2 separate regions of the Mus musculus genome follow, and region 1 is linked to region 2. A link is a contact called in public promoter capture Hi-C data. All regions are on one chromosome and are shown on one strand. Each heading gives the region's core, a stretch centred on a gene start, on an enhancer-like site or on the middle of the called end of the contact. The rest is flanking DNA. Distances are from core to core; before and after follow the strand shown. Region 1 overlaps 1700123M08Rik (RIKEN cDNA 1700123M08 gene). Region 2 holds the start of Cdh17 (cadherin 17).

Evidence for each region. Promoter capture Hi-C pulls out the DNA fragments that hold promoters and counts their contacts.
Region 1: a contact with region 2 is called in a promoter capture Hi-C map of the HPC-7 cell line. The contact joins the enhancer-like site here to the promoter of Cdh17 in region 2. A contact is called at or near these places in 4 of 39 promoter capture datasets (the C10 cell line, the HPC-7 cell line, cranial neural crest and 1 more) and 2 of 115 datasets of contacts at active chromatin or transcription factors (CD8 T cells and pancreatic cancer cells).

Annotation. Positions count from the first base shown.
Region 1 is chr4:11,988,451-11,992,976 of GRCm38.p6, forward strand. All of the region lies in intron 4 of 1700123M08Rik (RIKEN cDNA 1700123M08 gene), which reads left to right. Among named protein-coding and RNA genes, the nearest start is that of Gm52722, 4.6 kb to the right of the region's middle. Within about 2 kb of position 2,286, at least 163 of the 459 cell types and tissues checked have an H3K27ac peak or open chromatin away from gene starts, as enhancers often do. A contact at or near this core is called in CD8 T cells, the HPC-7 cell line, neural stem cells and 1 more, where this site is marked.
Region 2 is chr4:11,756,099-11,760,416 of GRCm38.p6, forward strand. Cdh17 (cadherin 17) reads left to right here and starts at 2,059. Exons shown (of 18, transcript NM_019753.4): 1 at 2,059-2,183.

The DNA of each region.
Region 1 (4,526 bases), core at 1,036-3,535, 230 kb after region 2:
AATCAAATAAATGTCTCCATGAAATGTTCTGAGAGGTAGTGCTTTTTATTTGGGCATGACCCTTTCCAGGGACCTTTTTCATAGTGGAATGCTTATCATGGAACAACCCCCTTGAAAGTGCTCAGCTGATGAGGGTTATATAGAATCTCTTGATAGAGTCTTCCCTCCCCTCACCCTTTAGCAAGCAGCCCTTCTTGAGAAGTTGCAATTTTTTTTTTGTAAACTTCTTTTACTTTTATCACATGAAAATGCCAAAATATTTTGCTAGCTTCCAAGGCAACTAATGGAGAAGGCAGAGTCGCTGCTGTTCAGATATATCCCAAGGATTGGGAGGTGTGTGGGAGCCTAGAGAGCATGGGAGTCACATGTCTGGTGGTGTGCATAAGATAATAAGTTAGTTTGACCCAAGCAAGAGTCACATGACCTCTGGAGACCAGCTTTCTTCTTTAAGCAATGGCTGTATTCTGGGAGCTGCCCCACCTGCCTGTGCCACAGTTGTGGGAAGACTTAGCAAAATGTCTGACGAAGGCTTTGAAGGGGAACAAGCCATCTAGATGCAAGGGGCAGAAATTATACTGTCCTCATCGTCTGCCCCTTATCTAAAGCTAGTGTGGGCAGTTTTATTTTTTCAAGTAAAAGTTTTCTATTCCCAAGTTGAAATGATTAAATTCCATCGGGTTTATGGGACAAAGTTGCCATCTTTCTCACTGAAAATGAAATAGTATCTCTTGTTACTGACTCAGACAAATTTGAGTTTTATCTGAGAACAAGCTTTTACTAAAAGACTTTTTAGTCAGGCTGTCCCTGGATTTGGAAAACATTGCAGCAAACATCTTTTGGGTTGTGGCTTTGCAAAGCATTTATGCAGCCACACAGAGCCAACCATTTCAGAGCTCTTCTTGCTTCACAGAAGGCCAGACATAAGACCTGCTCTGGCTGAAGACAATGTCAGGAGCAATGAAGAAGCCTGGGGCATGGAGCTATGAGCACCCCCTGTGTTGATCACTACGTTCACGGGGTTAAAAGGGCTGAAGTTAGAAAGTTGGAAGGAAGTGAAAGTAGATTAAGTAATAGGTGAGTAAACACAGGTTTACAATGGCATAAGCCAAGTCTTTGCATAAAGACTCATTGAGCCACTTTGCATACTGGGTCTCTGACTTCTAGCCAGCTATCTACCCAACGCATATCATTAATGCTAATAACAGCACACCTTCATTAGCTGCTACTGTGGGAACAAGGAGTATGTGTGAGGCATTGAGCTAGGCAGTTTGCATATATCTCTTCATTTAACTCAGAGGAGAAAAAGAAAAGTCTGTGTTCACTGTTCCCCAAAGTTAAGGTGGTCATGTTTACATTAGCCTGCAGAATGGAGAATAAGAATTGGTCTGAAGGTGTTGTGGCTATCCATGTGTACATACAAAATTGCAATTATGTATTTTTTAAAATGAAGGATGAAATCACTTGACCTCAAACCTCAGAGTGTCCCAATAAAACTGACCCACAAAACTCCTGCTGAAGTCCAGCCTGGCTTTACACCGATGGGTTAACAGAGAGAGGCCACAAGGCTTCAAAGCCCTTCCTCATACCAAGCTTTTTAATGGATGAGTCATAGGAGAAACCTGCAGCTTTGGGCCACAGTGGAAATAACTCATTTCCCCAGTTGCTCAGCAGCAAAACATCAAGGCCAACTGCCTGTACGGTCTAATGGTGTCAAGCACTTTCTTTTCTGGTCTTTGCATTGCTTTTAACATAATGAAACCAACTTTTGTTATCCCCTCTGGAGTTTCATTCTTAAGATCCTATATTTAGGTGTTTTCTCCTCTTGCTTAATAGGAGTCAGGATAAGAAACTCACCAGGCCTAAACTGTCAACTGCCAAAAATAAATCTGTTTTCCCTTTTAATCTTCGCATTAGATTTTGCCAAGCTTCATTACAAAACATGACTAACTACTCTATGGTTTTCACACTGTATGAGCTACAGAGCTTGACTTTCAAAACCCTGAGTGTGTGTTTAGTCATCATTGAAAAAAAAGAGCAGAGAATATTCTCTTGAACTTCTATCCTGTTTAAAATGTTAATTTCACATTAAACCATGCCATCAATGGATACTGATATCATGGGAATCAATGAACCTAGAAGTACCAGGCAGAATACGTATGTTCTGGAACTTTCTCCAGTATGAAATCACGCAAGGCTCTTCAGGCCTTTCAGTGTAACTGTTTCCTCCAGATTGAAACTTCCCTTCCTGGAGGAAATGGGGAGTGGCTCAGAGGACGCGGAAGGCTTGGAAAGTTACAAGATTTGTGAGACTCCTTCCCAAGTTGATATTGCTGGGGTGGGGTGAGGGCTGGGTGGAGGCCTGTAAGACTCTTTTTTTCAGTGCAGCTGCAGCATGTTGGGCAGGGGGCTCTCAGGGATACACTTTTCCTGAGTCATCACCCATGCTGGGGTGATCTTTTCAATGCTGTGGCTGCTTGTGTGCCACCCCTACCCCTGTGGATAACCCCAATAAACTGACTGGGTCAACATAGACCTTGGTAAAATCCTTTCTTTGATCACTCATTGGCACCGTATCTGGAATGAATGAACATTGCAGACCTCTCACGAGGAAAAGTCACACAACAAAGCCCAGTTAGAAACTGATAAGAACTTTTACAAAAATAAATTTTATGAAAACAAGGCCACAGTGTATATGGTTGCTAGGAAAGACAACATGTTTACTAAACAAGACATCTCTGCTGCTTAGTTTTTGTTGACTTGATACAACCCAGGGTCATCTGAGAAGAAGGAACCTCAGTTGAGAAAATGTATCCATTAGACTGACTTTGAGGCAAATCTGTGGGACATTGGTTAGATTGCTGAGGAGTAGCCCAGTAAGGGTGACACCATCCCTGGACAGGTGGGCCTCAGCAAGGCCCATTCCTTCATGGCCTCTGCTTTATTTACTTTCTGCTTCTAGGTTCCTGCCCTGACTTCTCTCAGTGATGGACTGTGATACAATAGACACGTTCCTTCCCCAAATTGCATTTGGTCATCATATTTTATCATATCAGTAAAACCCTAAGTAGGACAACATCTAAAGAGAAGTCTGCCTTGGGGGATGTAGTACAGCTTCAATCTGTTTCCTTTGTGCCTTGCATCTTTTTACCACACCTTCATGTTCCTACTTATATTCAGAATTCCAGCACTCAGGGCCCGAATTCCTCTTATTTGCTAGATCCCTGGGGTCCAAAGCTGAAACTGTGAAGCCTTCTATCTAGTGATAGAAATAGGTGCCATGAAAAGATTCATTCCTGCCACAATGGAGAACACTCTTTCATACAGAATGGAGCATAACTGGGGCTGTATAACTTTGGGGATGGACATGTTGATGAAGTGACACTTAAGATGGATTTCAAATGCTTGCTAGCACTTATCCAGCCAGAGAGAGAATGGGGAAGGGCACAGCAGAGAATGGAGATGGTTGGTGCAAGAGGTACAAATGTCTGAGGGATGGGGTGTCTTTAGCATGGTGATAGTGGTAAAGAGGGGACTAAGAAAAAGAAGAAAGTCAAACCAGATGCTGAATGCAAATTTCAAAAGGTCTGTAGTTCTAAGATACGGATTGTGGATCATGGAGAAGCAGGGACTAGAAGGGTCTCAAGGGAGTTCCTGGTCTGCCTAGATACTTGTTGGAAAGGCAACTTAGCTAGACAGGAGGCGGCATTAGTTTACTCCAGTGCATGAGGGTTATCCTGAAGTACAAGGAGACAGAATGGTAATGTGTTCATGTCTTCTGATGTTGGAGACTGCTGTTCCAGACCCAGGAGACTCAGTGGTGCAGCCAAAGGCCAGAGTACCAAGAGAATGGATAGTATAAGCTCAGAACTAAGTCAGAGTCAACAGGCAGAAGAGTTGCACCCAATTTGGAGACAATCAAGCAAAAGGAAAGAGTTCTTCTTATTCATTCCTTTTGTTCTATTCAGGTCTCCAACTAGCTGATGGAGTAGAGTCATCTGCACTGGGGTGGGGGACAGCTTGCTTCACCTCTACGGAGTCACATGTTAACCCCACTTGGAAACATTCTTGCAGAGTTGTCCAATTATCTGGACAGCTCACTGGCTGGCCCAGTCAATTGACACACTAAATTAACTGTCACAGGACCAGTGAGATAGCTCAGTGGGTAAGATTGCTTGCCATGCCAGCAACCTCATGGTGACCTGAGTTTGATCTCCAGAATTCTGGTAAAGGTAGGAGGAGAGAACAAACTATGGATTCGTTCTCTTACTTCCAAGTACATGTTATAGCATACATAACCCTCATTATGTACACATGCACATGGGTGGCAGACAGACAGACAGATACAGAGAGAGACTAAAAATAAAGCCATCAAAGCCAACACCTCCCTTTCGCCATTTTCTGGTTTCTCCTCCACTTTGCCATCTATCTGCTTCCAGAGAGACCTTCCAAGGAAGCCAGTCTGAGTCTTCCGCTGTTCTGTGAAGTCCTTCTGAGGCTTCTGCTGTCCCAGGACAGTTCCCCTAAGT
Region 2 (4,318 bases), core at 809-3,308:
GTCTCTACTTTCTCAGTTCTGGGGTTATGAGTCCGTGCTGTTTTTTTTTACGTGGGCACCAGAGACCAAACCTCTCATTCTCATGCTAACAGGTACAGCTTACAGGTACAGCTCAGCACTGACTGCCCCTTATTCAATTGTTCTTGTCATAAAAATCCTATGTCCTCTGCTTTCAAAGGGGAAATCACTAGTTTTATTACCTATATTATCCTTATTCCTGTTATTATCCTGTTATTACCAAGAAGGTGTTAAACTCCTGTTGTCACTGCATGCAAATTAATTTCTAAAACTCAGCGGTATCTACCCTGACCCATGTTAACAGGAATCGTCTGTCTTTGGAGTGAGTCTGGGAGGATACTGGTTTGATGCTAGTAATGCTTCTCTCAGAACCATGTGACCCTCTTACTCCAGAGAAGACAGGAAACAACAATTCAGAAACTCAATCGCATGCAACATGGTTGGCTGGCTTGGGACTTCTCAGGGTTTAACCAATTATGAGTTCGAAGTCAAGAACAAAAGTAGCAGAACTAGGGACACAAGCAGGATCGTGGTCATCTCCTGATAAGAATGGACCCATGGGGGGATTTTTACTCTTATTAGTCACAGGAACAGGAAGAACATAATCCAGGTCTGAATGCTGTCTTTGTTGTAAATCAGATAGGCCTGGTAGGATAGACTGTATTGTCACAGGCTGAGTGACTCCACCAGATAGAAAATCTCTCCTTACTCTGTTTCCTGTGTCTAAGCTGGAATCTATTCATAGACTTGAGAAGACTAGCTGAAGAGATACCTTTAACTTATATGCCCATGTGCCATGGCCCTGGTGGCATGGTATTATTACTGAAAACAACAGCAATCTATAAATTTACCCGTCTATGAATCTGCTTTTCCTAAAGCAAAACAAAAGCAAAAACACCCCCCAACACACACAAAAACTTTGTAGACTTAAAAATTATATTTTACACACATTATTAAAAGACTACTAGGCAAGAAGCCAACTCCTTCCAGAGAAGTTCTGTGAGGAGAGATGCAATTGATTGATTCCAGGAAGTGAATCATCAGGCAGGATGAAGCTATTTGATTTTGTGTCCCAAGGTCATTTTGTCTAGCAGATGGGAAAGCAGAGATGGTCAAAATTTGAGAAGTTCTTGGCCGAGTTAATCTTACTTCTCTAAACACAGTGAGCTTAGCCGTGAGACTGAGGAGGGAGGGCAGTTCCACTGTTAGAGCACCCAGGAAAGCTGTTCAGGAGATCTTAGAGGGAGGGAGCTCCCATTAAGAGTGCTCTGAAGCCAGCAATGGAAGGGAAGGGAAACAGCAGTTCAGGAGACATCCAGACACACTTCAGAAGGTCCCCAGAAACAGGGTAAACTTTGACCTATGTGACCTCTGCCTGGTATCACTTCACATTTTCAAGATGGTTTCCTGGAGGCACTGAAGAGTGGGACTTAGCCATCAGTCAGAAAGACGCCTTGGCTTAAGATGTCTGTGGCAGTAGCTTCAAAACAAAACAAAACAAAACAAAACAAAACAAAACAAAACAAAACAGAACAGAACTGTGTTTGTTGGGTTACCGTGTCTTTCAGAAGTTGGAACAGCCACTGTGTCTTTCAGCATGGCATCTGGGCCATCTACAAAATCACTTGTCAGTGTCTGTCAGTGGGTGACACTGTCAGCAAACTTGGTGCCTTGTAGTTTGGACTTGTACAGAACCTATACGCATACTTGTTGACAGTCTCCTTTGCAGACACTACAATAAGTGATTGTGTAAAATGTTAGCAACCCTCTTTGATGCCACAGAGCTCACACTCCAGAGATAGTTGGATACACACTCAACTTCCTCATTTAAACTTCTTAACTCCTAACTTATTCATATATTTAAAACAACACCACCACCACCAACAACTCAGCAACCAGTTTGAAAGCATGTTTGGTATGAATGGGTATAAAGTAACTTCTTTCCTGGACTGAATGTAATGATACCTTTTATGATACCCAGTGACTCTCAGATATCAATAAAAATGTTGTGGTTAATGTTTGACTGGGGGGGTGGGTGAAGGGAGAGGCTAGAGGAGCAGAACAGGTTGAGGAAGTGTCTCTTAGGGTTCTTCAGCCACAGCAAGTGTCTCCACGGCTGAATGGACGACAAAAACTTCTAAGCAGCATTTCTTACTTACTGAAAGGTAAGGGTGAATTGTCCTCAGTATTCTTCCAGAAGTTTGTAAGAATGATAACTTAGATGATGGGTGGATGGCTTAAGAAGGGCTGATAAATGTATCCCTTGAGGCCAAGTGTGTACAGCTACAAAAGGTGCTTGTCCCTGGTGTCCTTAGCTTTTGGGGAGGACACAGTTCCTTTCTCTAATAGTTATTTCTCATGAGTCTGTATTTCAGACACTCACTGGATGAAAGTGGCTTTTGGTCGAACTGAACTTGGAGTGGAACTAAGGGAACATTGGGTTCTCTGAGGTGTAAATGAGTGTGAGCACCTGTCATTAGGGATCAGCATCTAAAACTGGTCTGAGAACATTTCCAGAACTATGTTGTAGGAATTGGAGTTAGAATCCTAGTCTCATAAGTTGTGGTGTCTCTCACATGTCTTTAGAGATCATTCAGTCTACTTTTTGGAGGAGACAAATCCAGTGTTGGATTCTTAACACTGTCTGGAACGTGGAAGGGTTGGCACAGAGGAGAAAGGAGACTTTTAAAGAAAGCACTAGAAGAAGAGCGAAAGGGAGACCAGTCCCACCTTGCAGGTGGGAAAGGGAAGTTGCTGTGGGGGTGGGGTGGGGTGCTTCTGGTTCCCTTCATAGCAGATGAACTGTCTGCTAATGAGGGATTCTCAAGATATCATATGCGCACTGGGAATCTTCATAGTTTTGGCCATTGCCAGTGTGTTTTGATTACAGGTGACTTTATAGAAATGACACAGATGCTCCCTGTAGTAGGGTGTACCAAGCAAACTGTTTGGGCAATACTTTCTTTCATACTTTTCTATAAAAATGTAAGTAGCAAGTAAGGCATTGTTTAAAAGAAGAAAGTGCACACTGGGATAACAAGAAAAACAGTCAACATTGAGGTGTTCTAAAGAAATAAAAGGACTCCTTTTCTGGAGAGTCTACAGTTAACTGGGGGACATGCATTTTATGAGTCTTTGGGGTTGGTCAGTTGGGTTGGGCCCATTTCATCATTGATTGGCTAGAGCACATGAGGCTGTGCACTTATGTTCTCTGAACCTTAATCTTTTTCATTTAGATAACAGATAATCTGCCCAAGTGGGTGACCATGAGGAACAAATGCATAGGTAAAGTGCTTGCTGTAATGGTAGCCCCTCAGTGAAGGTTGGCTTTCTTTTTCAGGAGAAAGTCCAGATACTGAGTCAGGTCAAGCTGAGGTGTTACTGTTTGCTCTGTAAGAAAACAAAAACAAAAACAAAAACACCCGCCTTGTGCTTATGATTCTCCTGCATGTTAGGATTATATGTGTGTACCACCACAGCCTTCTAGAAAGATCATTCTCTATTGTGTGCGTGTGTGTGCGCGCACACACACACACACACCACACACACATCCCCCCAAGCTATGTTAAGAACATGGGATTGGACATGATAATAAGAATGATAAGATGATTGGGTTCTGATGAATAATATTCAAAAGTCAAAAGTCCCCCAGACAGTTTCCATATAAGTCTTCAGGTTTGAAGATCTGAGGGAAGATCTGAGCTCTGAGGGAAGTCATTGCTGTTGAACATAAATACTGCATTTGCAGTATTTTCTTCTTACCAAGGCCAAAGTTTGTCCTGTGTCCTACTGTCAAAGGCAGGATCCAGAAAGAGAACCTGCTACACTTTTGTGTTGGGAGAGGACTCTGGGAAGCAACCCTGTGCATCCTTTTGTTCCTGTCTCAGAAGGTCCACGAATAAATGCACATATGGGTGTGGAAACACTTAGTCATTTGTTGTCATAAAATTGTGTTCATTCAGAAACTTCTGGTGTTTAACTTAGAATGGGTCTAGCCTTTCTGTGGCCAACTCATTGATTCTTAAACAATGGAAGATATGATGAATTTTCTTACGTGTCTGACCCATCTGTCATTTGTAAGTTGTGATAATGAACATGAATATTTACTTCAATTTGAGGCATATTAACTTACTACAATAAGACAGTCACCCAGTGACTCAATTATTAATTGTATTAAAATATATATTTTCATGTACATAACACTTAACAGATTAAGCTATATTTCCTAGTTGCATAGGTGGTAAAGAAAACCTTAACTTTTAAAAAAAATTCTCTAATAATGACAATATGAATTTATCTA